3 separate regions of the Hordeum vulgare genome follow, and regions 2 and 3 are each linked to region 1. A link is a contact called in public Hi-C data. All regions are on one chromosome and are shown on one strand. The core of a region is the stretch at or near the end of the contact, and the rest is flanking DNA. Distances in the headings are between cores, read along the strand shown.

Region 1 (3,334 bases), core at 345-2,844:
TTCATCTGGCCTGGTATTTGTCTTGGTAAAAGAACAGAGACATATTGTCCTAGAGAATGTGTATAATGGCGTAAACAGTTTACTATCTGGGGTGAAGTGTGTAATACCATTTAATCCAGTCATTAATGGAGCTAGTAAAAAAATCACAGGCTTGCAAGCAAAGCTGGATGTTGCGATAGTTAAGACATAATTATGCCAGAAAAACTACAAAAGAACTTAGCTAAGTGTCCCAAAATGCATTAGAAATCAGGGCCATCACAAACCAGTACTTCTTGGATAGTTTTGGTGGTAAGTTTATCATAGTGAGAGGAAAATAAGTACTCCCTCCGTCCCAAAATGTAAGATCATTATTGACACTATGATAATGTCAAAAATGGTCTTAAATTTTGGGACGGCGGGAGTATCATCTATCACTTCTTTGATACAGTTTGGAGGTTGTACCAGGACCATCTACCTTTTTTCAAAACAAACATTGGTGTCCAATTTGTTTGTTAACAGAATTAAGAGAATGAGTCAAATAGAAAGAATCCTTTCAAAGTTCAACATTTAACCATACGAAATAAACATAAAAGGCACTTCCTAAAGGGAGCTAAACCTCAGTCATCCATCCTTTTTATTTTGTAGTCCCTAGGGGATTCCAAGTAATAATCTAATTAAACGACTTAAGTCTCAACAGATGTCCTGCCAGACAGTTTATAAGGCAGGCACGTTCAGACATCCTCAGCATATGGCACTTCTGTCACTCTACCGAGTCGGAAATTGTAATCATCATAAAATAACCACACATCAGTCCATGAACATATAGTCAAAGTGCATCACTTCTATGTTTTGTAAGTTTCCAGAAGCAATAAACCTATACAACCGATCCAAAAACATTACTCTTAAGAGTCCTCAAATAAGGCAAAGAGATACCGCAATAATTCATGCCATCAAATACACTAACATGAACACAAATCCCCCCAATACTACACGACGTTGCTCTCTATCTGAAGCTTCCACTACATGGAATACGTGTTAAAAAGATTTCTGGGGACAAGGGAGGTTGGCACATTTCTTAGTCTGATCCACTCAAATCTTGACACTGTGAGCATCAGCTGATTAAACCGGAGAAAATTAAGGACCATTTCCCAAAAAATAAACCAGCCCAAGATCCAGCCTTCCGCCCAAGAACCACACCTGATCCGACCCCGGTGGCGCGGCGATCCGACGGAACGTCCTTCTGCGCGGTTCCCTTCTTGACGGGCTCCCCCTTGCTGCTCGACCCGAAGCACGGCAGGCACCCCATCCAAGAACCTCCCCTCCAGGAAAAAGATCAAGAAAAGGACGGCGGGGACCGACCCACCAGAGGAAACGGGGATCCCTCCCCGATCTGGGGGCGGAGGCACTCCGAAAATCCGATCTTTGGAGGATGTGGAGGGATTTGGATGGGATTTGGGAGCGGTGGGTCGGGGAATTTGGGGGGAGGGACAGGGACAGAACTATTGGGAGAACGGGCAAGAGAGAGAAAGCGAGGAGAGAGAACAGGATGACCGAGGTCCGAGGGCAAAAGTCAGCTCATGGCCGACTGAGGAGTGAGGAGAGGGAGAGAGAGTAACTCTGTGGAATGCACCGTCCCTCCCCGACTTGCAAATTTGAATCGCTGGTTCTTTTTCATCCGCAAGTTTTAATTTATTTATTTTTCGAGAATCAATGCATTGCATTAAACAGGAAGCAAAGACAAATCGCTCGCCACTAAACCGGATACATACGGATCGAGTCCGGACAGACTCTCCGACCATCAGTACACCTCATGCAGCAAAAGTATGAGCAACCTGATTGCAAATTCTAGGACAATAAACAAACCTACATTCAATAAAATTACAGCGAATGAATTCCTTCAGTTGATCAACCACCATGCCAATACAAGAAAGGTCAGTCCCGTCTTCATCCAGGGCCTCCTTCAGCAAAAGAGCATCCGTCTCCACATACACTCGCCCCATTCCCATCTCACACGTTATCTGAAACCCAGCCACCGTTGGAAGTTTTGATTTTGCTAACCTGGTAATAATTCGTTCGGCATTTAAAATGGCATCTGGTTTTTATGTTGTTGTTAAGTAGTATAGCATACTCCTTCTGTACCATAATATTTATTGTCCTCAATAACAAATACTTTCTTCGTTCTTAAATATAAGTCTTTTTAGATGTTTCACTAAAAGACTACATACAGATGTATATAGACATAATTTAGAATGTATATTTACTCATTTTGCTTTGTATGTAGTCTTTTAGTGAAATCTTTAAAAAGACTTATATTTAGAAACATATTGAGTATTTAGGAACGGAGGAAGTACAACTCTAACCGATCCCCTATATATAACCAAGTAAACCATTGATAAAATATTTGTATTCCACTAATATTTGACCAGACCTAATCGATCCCCTATATTTAACGGAGTAAAAGTTAAATTTACATAAAAGTTCAACCTATTTCTGATTTAAACAGCCAAAATTGAAAATATCGTCTTGACAACCAAAATTTAAACTAAAATTAAACTTAAAACTAAAACTAAGCATAAACATAAACTTAAAACTAAACTAGTCTTCAGCATCGTCATCGTTGCCATTGGCAAGGTCGAGCCAATCTTGCCTTGTCATCCCACCGTCCATTGGGTTGGGGTCGGTGTCGTTGTTGCCGGAGTCGGAGAAGATGCACCACTAAGGGTGTCCCGGACTAGGGGGGGTACCAGCCCGAGGTGTTTAGCCCACACGGGCCAAACTAGGGTCTCTCGAGCTACCACGTAAAGGACGGTTGAAGTATCAAGACTTGCTCGTGCATAAGATGGAAACTGCCGAAGACTTGATGTACACTCCAAGGATAGTTTTGTATTCGGCATATCAGTAACAAACCTAGCATGTAACCTAGGTACCCCGGGAATCTACATAAGTTTGGGGGTTTGGTCCTACAGGGGACAATTACTCACTTTAGAGTTTAGAGCTTACACAAACGATCTCGAGGTAGATCATCATCTTGTACTCGATACCCCATCATCAATACAATCAAAGCAGGACATAGGGTTTTAACTCTTCGAGAGGGCCCGAATCTGGGTAAACATCGTCTCCCTAAGTCTCATGTTACCATTGTTCCCAGATCCACACCTCGGGACCCCCTACCCGAGATCAGCCGACTTTAGTACCGACATTGGTGGCCAATACAGGTCCGCTATGTGATCGGCTCGGAACAATGGAGGCGTCAATCTATGACCAAAACCTGAACAGCGTATATTCTGCGCAAAAATTCCCCATCGTCGGATCAACCGATGGGGGAAACTCATCGCACCTCCTCCCTCGTGATCTG
Region 2 (3,334 bases), core at 415-2,914, 220 kb before region 1:
ACGTCCAATGCGCGGAGATGGACTCGCGCAGGAGGAGGATGCTGTCTGGTGCCATGGTGGCGTCGACGGCACAGAAGCCTGGCAAGGTCGATGCGTTAGTTTGCTCTGAAGTTGGATTGGTGCAAGATGGCAGCGACGACATATGAGAGTGTGGCAGACCAGTTTGTGTCCCAAACCTAGTATGTGGCTTGGTTGGGCCCTCTGACTTTAGATGTTAGGCTTTTGTGCGATGTCTGTTTGGTATTAGGCTCGGACCATCGACACCCTTCAATCATGTGGTTAGGAGTAGCGACAGATGTTGCTAAGATGGTGGCTTCAGACCACCTGATGTACTAATAATCAATGAAATGGCTGCATGCATCTTCCAGATGCAAGAGGCTGGGGGTAATCCTCCTTTTCTTAAAAAAAAGCCTATGAAGAACACTGCATTTTAAACTGACCTGAGACATTTTAAACAGTTCCGTATAATATTCCGGCTAAGAGAATGCCTATTGGCTCTACACAAAAATTGGACCTTAGACTGAACTATAACCCAAATTCAAGTGCGTCTTTCCTCCAAAAAAGCAAAGACGTATTTTAGTAAGAAACTCATGAATTGTCCTAGTATGACATTGCGACAAAATAACTCCTAGTTGACGTACGACAGTGAAATTAGCCTCACATAAGTTTCTGCACAGAATCTAACATGACACACCGACTTAGTAGCCTAGCAAACAACGCTGCAGGGTCTGAAAGCCCTGAATAAGGATTAGACTGAACTTGTATAAGCAATAATCAAGTGAAAGCAGTACCAAGTGCCCAGAGCTACATCAGATTTGTTACTTGTATGAACTAGTATAGTCGTTCAATCGAGGGCACAGGCCACATGAACTGTGAATCCAAGAGAAAAATAAGTTGGGGGAATGGACAGGAGAGCTGTATTCTGGTCTCTGCAGTCTGTACCCACCTGCGCGCGGGAAGCCCCTGCCCCTCCGGCCGCCATGGCGGCCGCGGTGGCCGGCCAGCGGCGGCGGAAGAGGCCCTCCCACACGAAGTTTGCGTCGCAGGCGCGGCGCCAGGACCGGGAGCATCCGCCGAGAGCGCACACGTCGGCCTCCTGAGCACGGCTCGAGCCAGTCAACGAGCGAGCGAGCTACGTATACAGAGAGAAAGATGAGAGAGAGGCGCACCTGGAGGCGGGAGGCGACGGCGATGGCTATGTCGTCGGGGAGATCGTCCCACCTCCCCTCCGGCGACGGAGACGGCGAGAGCTCCATTCCGATTCCCCTCCCCTCTGCCCCCTGATTCTGGAATGGAGTGTCAAGCTTACGTAGCTGCTTTGTGTCGGGGAAGGGAAGCGGCAGGACTCGGATCTTTTGCGGCCGCGCGATCGGTCCACGTCAGGGCCACGTGGAAGGAGAGCCTGGATCGCACGCGTACCCCCGGGATTCTCTGTGGCCGATCCGTCTCGCGCCACACCTCTCCCCCTCCTTATTAATTCCTGACGGCGACCGAGGTGGACCAGCACGCCACCAGCGCTAATAATCAATCAACTTTTTTTAAAACGTGCCGTGTTACCGTGATCCGACTGGTTTATTAGTGTCCGCGGGTTATTTTATTTTACCACCCCCCTTCAACTTTGTACCATATATACACGAGTACTTGCGTATATTTTCTTTCGAAAGTTTCGCTTGCCCACCCTAAAAAAAAAAAAAAGGTTTCGCTTGCCCTGCACTTCTCCAACCTCGAATATTTCTCTATCGGAGGCCCGACTCGGCGCGCTCCCCCTCGCTGACCCTCCCTAATCATTGATCGATTGTCCCCTCGCTCGATCCGGCCAAGGTTTCTCCCGCCGGCGAGGAGCGCGCACACCGAATCTGGTCCGGGGGGCGGAGTTTGCTCCGCTCCGGCTCGGTGTGTTGGTGGATTCGGTTCGAGGGGATGGAGCGGCGGCGGTGGCTGCAGGCCGCGGTTCTAATGTCCTTGCTGCTGCTTTGCTCTGGGAGAGGTACGGCTGCTCGCTTTTCTCTCGCCTTCGGAAAATACCGTGATCCGACTGGTTGCAGCCGGATGTCGGAGACCCTTGTTGCCGGTGAAGCTTTTGCCTCGGGTTCACGGCAATGTCGTGCCTATGTTCAGGAATCGATTAGGAACTGTTTTTTACTAGAACAACCGAATTAGGACCTAGAACACCATTATCTACCAGCCGTTGTTTGTTCACAAGTTCACGGCATGTTGTTTCATACTTTGACTCCTGTTATGTGCACAAACTTCAAACTTTTTATATGCTTTTATGCATACCTTGTCATGCTCTGCAGTGACTCTTAGCCTAGCTACTCGGTTTTATTCTGTGTCATGATCGATTACTCAGTGGGTCATTGTATTCTCATGTTGGTCCTGTTTTCTTCGTTCAGAACTTAAGAGCAAAAGACAGGCGCCAGCATATAATTCCACTCTCGCCAAGACGCTTGCAGAGTATACTTCAGCAGTAAGTTTGCCTGTCGCCTTGTCTTCTTCATCATCCAATTCGGATTTGCTTACGGTGAATACATAGGATTTCTAGTGCAATATTTATCCAATAGTAACTGGTTTGAACATTGGTGCTGTTTTTTACAGGTGTATACTAATGACCTGTCACAATTATTCTCCTGGACCTGTGAAAAATGCGTTGACTTAACAGAGGTATTCTTCCTCGCCTCTTATGCACTAGGTTTGAAAGAAAGGGCAAGAAGATGGTTTTGTTTGAGATTTTTCATTGTTCATATGTAGCTTGGTGTGCTTGACTGATAGGTTTGTTTGATGACGCAGGGGTTCGAGGTTATCGAGCTGATCATTGATGTGAAAAATTGCTTGGAGGTTATTCCCTCTATCCATGATCTTTCTTTTTACCCTGAATATACTCTTCTTCTACATCGATGTTGATAGTTTTGATGAACCAGGCATATGTCGGTTTTGCAAGTGACATGAATGCTGTTGTAGTTGCATTCAGAGGGACTCAGGAGAACAGGTTCTTCTTCTATATCCCTTCCTTATTAGTAGTTACTTATAAAGGCTGCTTTGCAAGTTACTTATTCAATAAGCATATTATTATTCAACATCAGGAAAAATGGATAATTTCTAATATGTGAGGTATCTTAAATTGATACCTGAAGTCTTGCTCAATCAGACAAATTTGACATAGTTTACATCCTGTTATTTTTATGTAAATAATGTTTCTCCTCCATTCTCTCAGCATCCAGAATTGGATTGAGGACTTATTTTGGAAACAACTTGATTTTGACTATCCAGGCATGAGTGAAGCAAAGGTCAGCATGGCTAAAGTATTTATGATGAAAATGCTGGTTCATGAACCGTA
Region 3 (3,334 bases), core at 381-2,880, 130 kb after region 1:
GTGAGTTAAATCTCACCCTCCCCAACCAGACGTACAGTTGTCACATCAACTGAAACCGGTACAACAAATCACGAGTCTTCATCAAGCAACCAGTTCTATCTTTCCACTCCTTACTTGTTACTTGATTGCTCTTGTGTGAATATATTCATGGAATACATTCATTTGATTTGCATTTGTCTTCGTACTACTCTAGTTTATCTTTGATACACTTCTGTTTGTATGATGACTATGCTATACACGTGTGAATGCCTTCATCTCACTTCATGCTATGCCTAGATCCTTGACTGTTATCCCTATCTGATCCTGATTCGCTTCCGCTCACTTCGAAGATATTCACTATTTTGAAACTTTTCATAAAAATCGTCTATTCACCCCGCTCTAGTCGATAACTAGCACTTTCAAGCCACCTTCCCTCTAAATTCATTTTAAGCCATCATATGCATCAGTTTCCGCAAATATGAATGTTTTCAAACACTACCGAAATTATAGGCTTATCAAGAAATAAAATAAAAATTGCTGATGAATTTCGCACGAACAACTATCTTTTGGAAATCTTGGTGTGTGACAACTTGATCAACTAGCATACTACATATCGTCCTTTAACAATTTGATTGATGGACTGATGCATATGCACACAACAAACCCACTAATAAAGTTATTCAATAGAATAAAATAGTCTAAATTAAACAAGGATTTAGTTTGAGCAAACCTGGTGGACAAATCGGTGATGCCATCACCAGGGCCTTGGCCACCCGGTTTTTCTGCTTGTGCATTGTGATTTATGACTTGTCGAACGCCCAATAACCAACAAAATCCAACCAATTCTCTGTGTGGGAAAAGCTGCGGGCTGCATCTCTAGACAAGAAACAGAGGGATCAAATAAGGCAACGCAGCTAGCCTTCGTCTCCCGACGGCGACACCCTAGTAGATCGATGGATCGGCAACCTGTGTAGACCGAAACTCTGAAAAGGCTTAGTTTGAAAGATTGAGGAGGAGACCCAGTTCGGGAGAGCCAGGGGCTAGCTGACCAGGCATAATTTTGTGTTAAATGAGAAAAAAGAACCCAAAATAAAAATATACAATATATTAGTCCAAAACCGAAAGGGCTTGGAATTTGGATGCCATGTGCGGTCACATATCCATCACACGTCCATGGATGGTCGTGGGTGCACGCGTCTTTAACGTACTAGATAGTATCACACGTGATTGCAAAAATTTAAGCCAAAAAATCATGCGAAAAACAATAAAAAATACATACAATCATGAGATAACTTCTTACGTGGGAAACACATACTCACATAAGGCTTCACGCCAACCAATTACTTGAATGTATGTTAGTTTGCTTCTTGGATGTTGCCTACGCTCTCTTTTGCATTTTTGGTTTGTACAATTGTGAGTGACATCATGCATCCTTATCATGATCCATATATATGTGTGTAATTTGAATTTTTTGGATGGACAGTTTGAATACGAAATGGACGTTTGAAAACTTCCATAGCAGATGTCTGAGTAGGCCCATTCATCTTCGAGCTTGCATTCCGAAGCCCATGCCAGCCAGAATCGACCAGAGCCCGGGCCAAATCAGCAGTACGTACTTAATCCCGTGGGGGCCCAACACGAGCCCCACTCTCTCGTTCCCTCCCGTCCTGGCGATCACACGGCAGCGAACAGGGACACAGGGTAGCCGACGCGAGACATCGCCATGGCGTCGCGATTCCTCGCCCGATCCAAAACCCTCGCCCTCGCCCTCTCCCGCTCGGATGCGGCGCCGGCGCCCCTAGCCGGATCCCGCGCGCTCTCCTCCCTCCCGCGCTACCCCGCCGCTGCCGCCTCGTCCCCGGCGACTGGATCCCCTCCTGGTCTCGGCAAGGTTCGTCCATCCACCCTTTCTGCCCCACATTAGCGCGTTGTCGTGGTATACTTGAATGCGTGCTTTATGCCCCGTTCCGTGTCTTTGTTCTGATGCTCTGCCGTGTGGATATTTGGTTCTAATAATATACGAGTAGTATCTCATCTGAATACTGCCCGTGCCATTGGATCTCGTCTCGTTCAGCGTGAAAGATGGATAATTGTTTTGGCAGATTGGAACTGTGCTATGTACCAATTAATATATCGTATCAGTGTGTGTGGCTGTCTTTTTTCGAATCTATCGTGGTCAGGGTAGCGGTAGACCTGCGGAAGGGTAGATTAAAAAAACAACATCTCAGGGCTTTGATTTGCGAGCCTGGCATGGTACCTGGTTGATGTTAGAGGTCTCTCTGGATGCAATTAATGTACGAGGAACAACAATGGCACTATGGCAGTCATACCTGGAATCTCCAGGTGCCGTCCCTAACGAGTCGAGCATGCTACCACACAATATCAGCTAATTGCTAGAGTGACTCTGATGCAATATGCTTCCAATACAAGCTGATTACGCTTTAAATGTCAACATTCAATTTCTATGTGCCACAATCAAGAAATCTTCTGCCTAGCGATGCCAAGATTTCCCATTAGCTAAAGTTCATTTCATATTTTATTGGCTAAAGAGAAGTAGGTCAATTAGTTGGCTGACATCAGTTGATCATAGCCTAGGTGATTTTAGCCATGAATATGCTAAAGAGACTGCCCCCTGAATTTCAGTGGAGTGCTCCCCCACCCCCTATCTCGCATCCTAATTCTCTACGTTAGTTAGTCCATTAAATACGTAATTAGTACTCCATAGCTCTACCATTACTCTTAATCCAGACTTGGATTTGATCTCGAAAATTTCCTTTGTCTGAATAATACCCCCAAAATTGTTCCTGGTTCTGGATATGCTCTTTCTCTCAGTTGACCGTGTGTTGATCTATAAGTAGCGATTGAAGCTTTTCGGATTATTTTTTTATATAAAAATGACAGAAAACTCTGTGTAGCTCCACTCTGTATCTCATTATGGTACCGGAAACAAACAGAAAATTCTGTAACGAGGTAATTTTGTTTGCTGGCTTGATTAATGCGACCCATACTTTTTCTTTTTAAAAATCAGGCTTATTTAAAATTATGAACTTGCTGTTCTTAGTGGTTTCTTTTATAAGCATCTTTCTTTTGTTCAAAAAATGCAAAGTCTGTTGTGATTTAGTTTGCTTGGATCTTGTGCCTATGTACATGTGTGTAGGTTCTGGGACTTGAGCCGACATCACACCTCAGCGGCACACAGTTTTTACCGCGTTGGTTTTCTACTGTAGCATCCAATGGATCTGCTATGCAGAATGCACAGGTTTGTCACAATCCAACCAGTGCTTGTTTTCCACTAATGATGCCACTCTATGCTAGATGTCCATGAATCTGATGTTTCCAGTTCTGATAGGTCTCA

What was found. A called contact is a pair of places that touch in the nucleus more often than the background predicts.
Region 2: a contact with region 1 is called in a Hi-C map of seedling, with 2.2 times the contacts expected there. The contact joins the promoter of LOC123440323 here to the promoter of LOC123440335 in region 1. A contact is called at or near these places in 2 of 6 Hi-C or Micro-C datasets (leaf and seedling).
Region 3: a contact with region 1 is called in a Hi-C map of seedling, with 2.7 times the contacts expected there. The contact joins the promoter of LOC123440345 here to the promoter of LOC123440335 in region 1. A contact is called at or near these places in 1 of 6 Hi-C or Micro-C datasets (seedling) and 1 of 1 datasets of contacts at active chromatin or transcription factors (embryo).

The regions. Positions count from the first base shown.
Region 1 is chr1H:398,684,819-398,688,152 of MorexV3_pseudomolecules_assembly, forward strand. It overlaps LOC123440335 (receptor-like cytoplasmic kinase 185), which reads right to left and starts at 1,595. Exons shown (of 5, transcript XM_045116910.1): 1 at 1,177-1,595. The coding sequence starts at 1,285.
Region 2 is chr1H:398,462,378-398,465,711 of MorexV3_pseudomolecules_assembly, forward strand. It overlaps LOC123440323 (lipase-like), which reads left to right and starts at 1,665. Exons shown (of 10, transcript XM_045116900.1): 1 at 1,665-1,987; 2 at 2,394-2,467; 3 at 2,596-2,661; 4 at 2,788-2,835; 5 at 2,919-2,986; 6 at 3,212-3,284. The coding sequence starts at 1,921. LOC123440314 reads right to left here and starts at 1,318. Exons shown (of 4, transcript XM_045116891.1): 1 at 1,170-1,318; 2 at 947-1,096. The coding sequence starts at 1,256.
Region 3 is chr1H:398,813,956-398,817,289 of MorexV3_pseudomolecules_assembly, forward strand. It overlaps LOC123440345 (succinate dehydrogenase subunit 4, mitochondrial-like), which reads left to right and starts at 1,631. Exons shown (of 3, transcript XM_045116920.1): 1 at 1,631-1,870; 2 at 3,137-3,238; 3 at 3,329-3,334. The coding sequence starts at 1,703.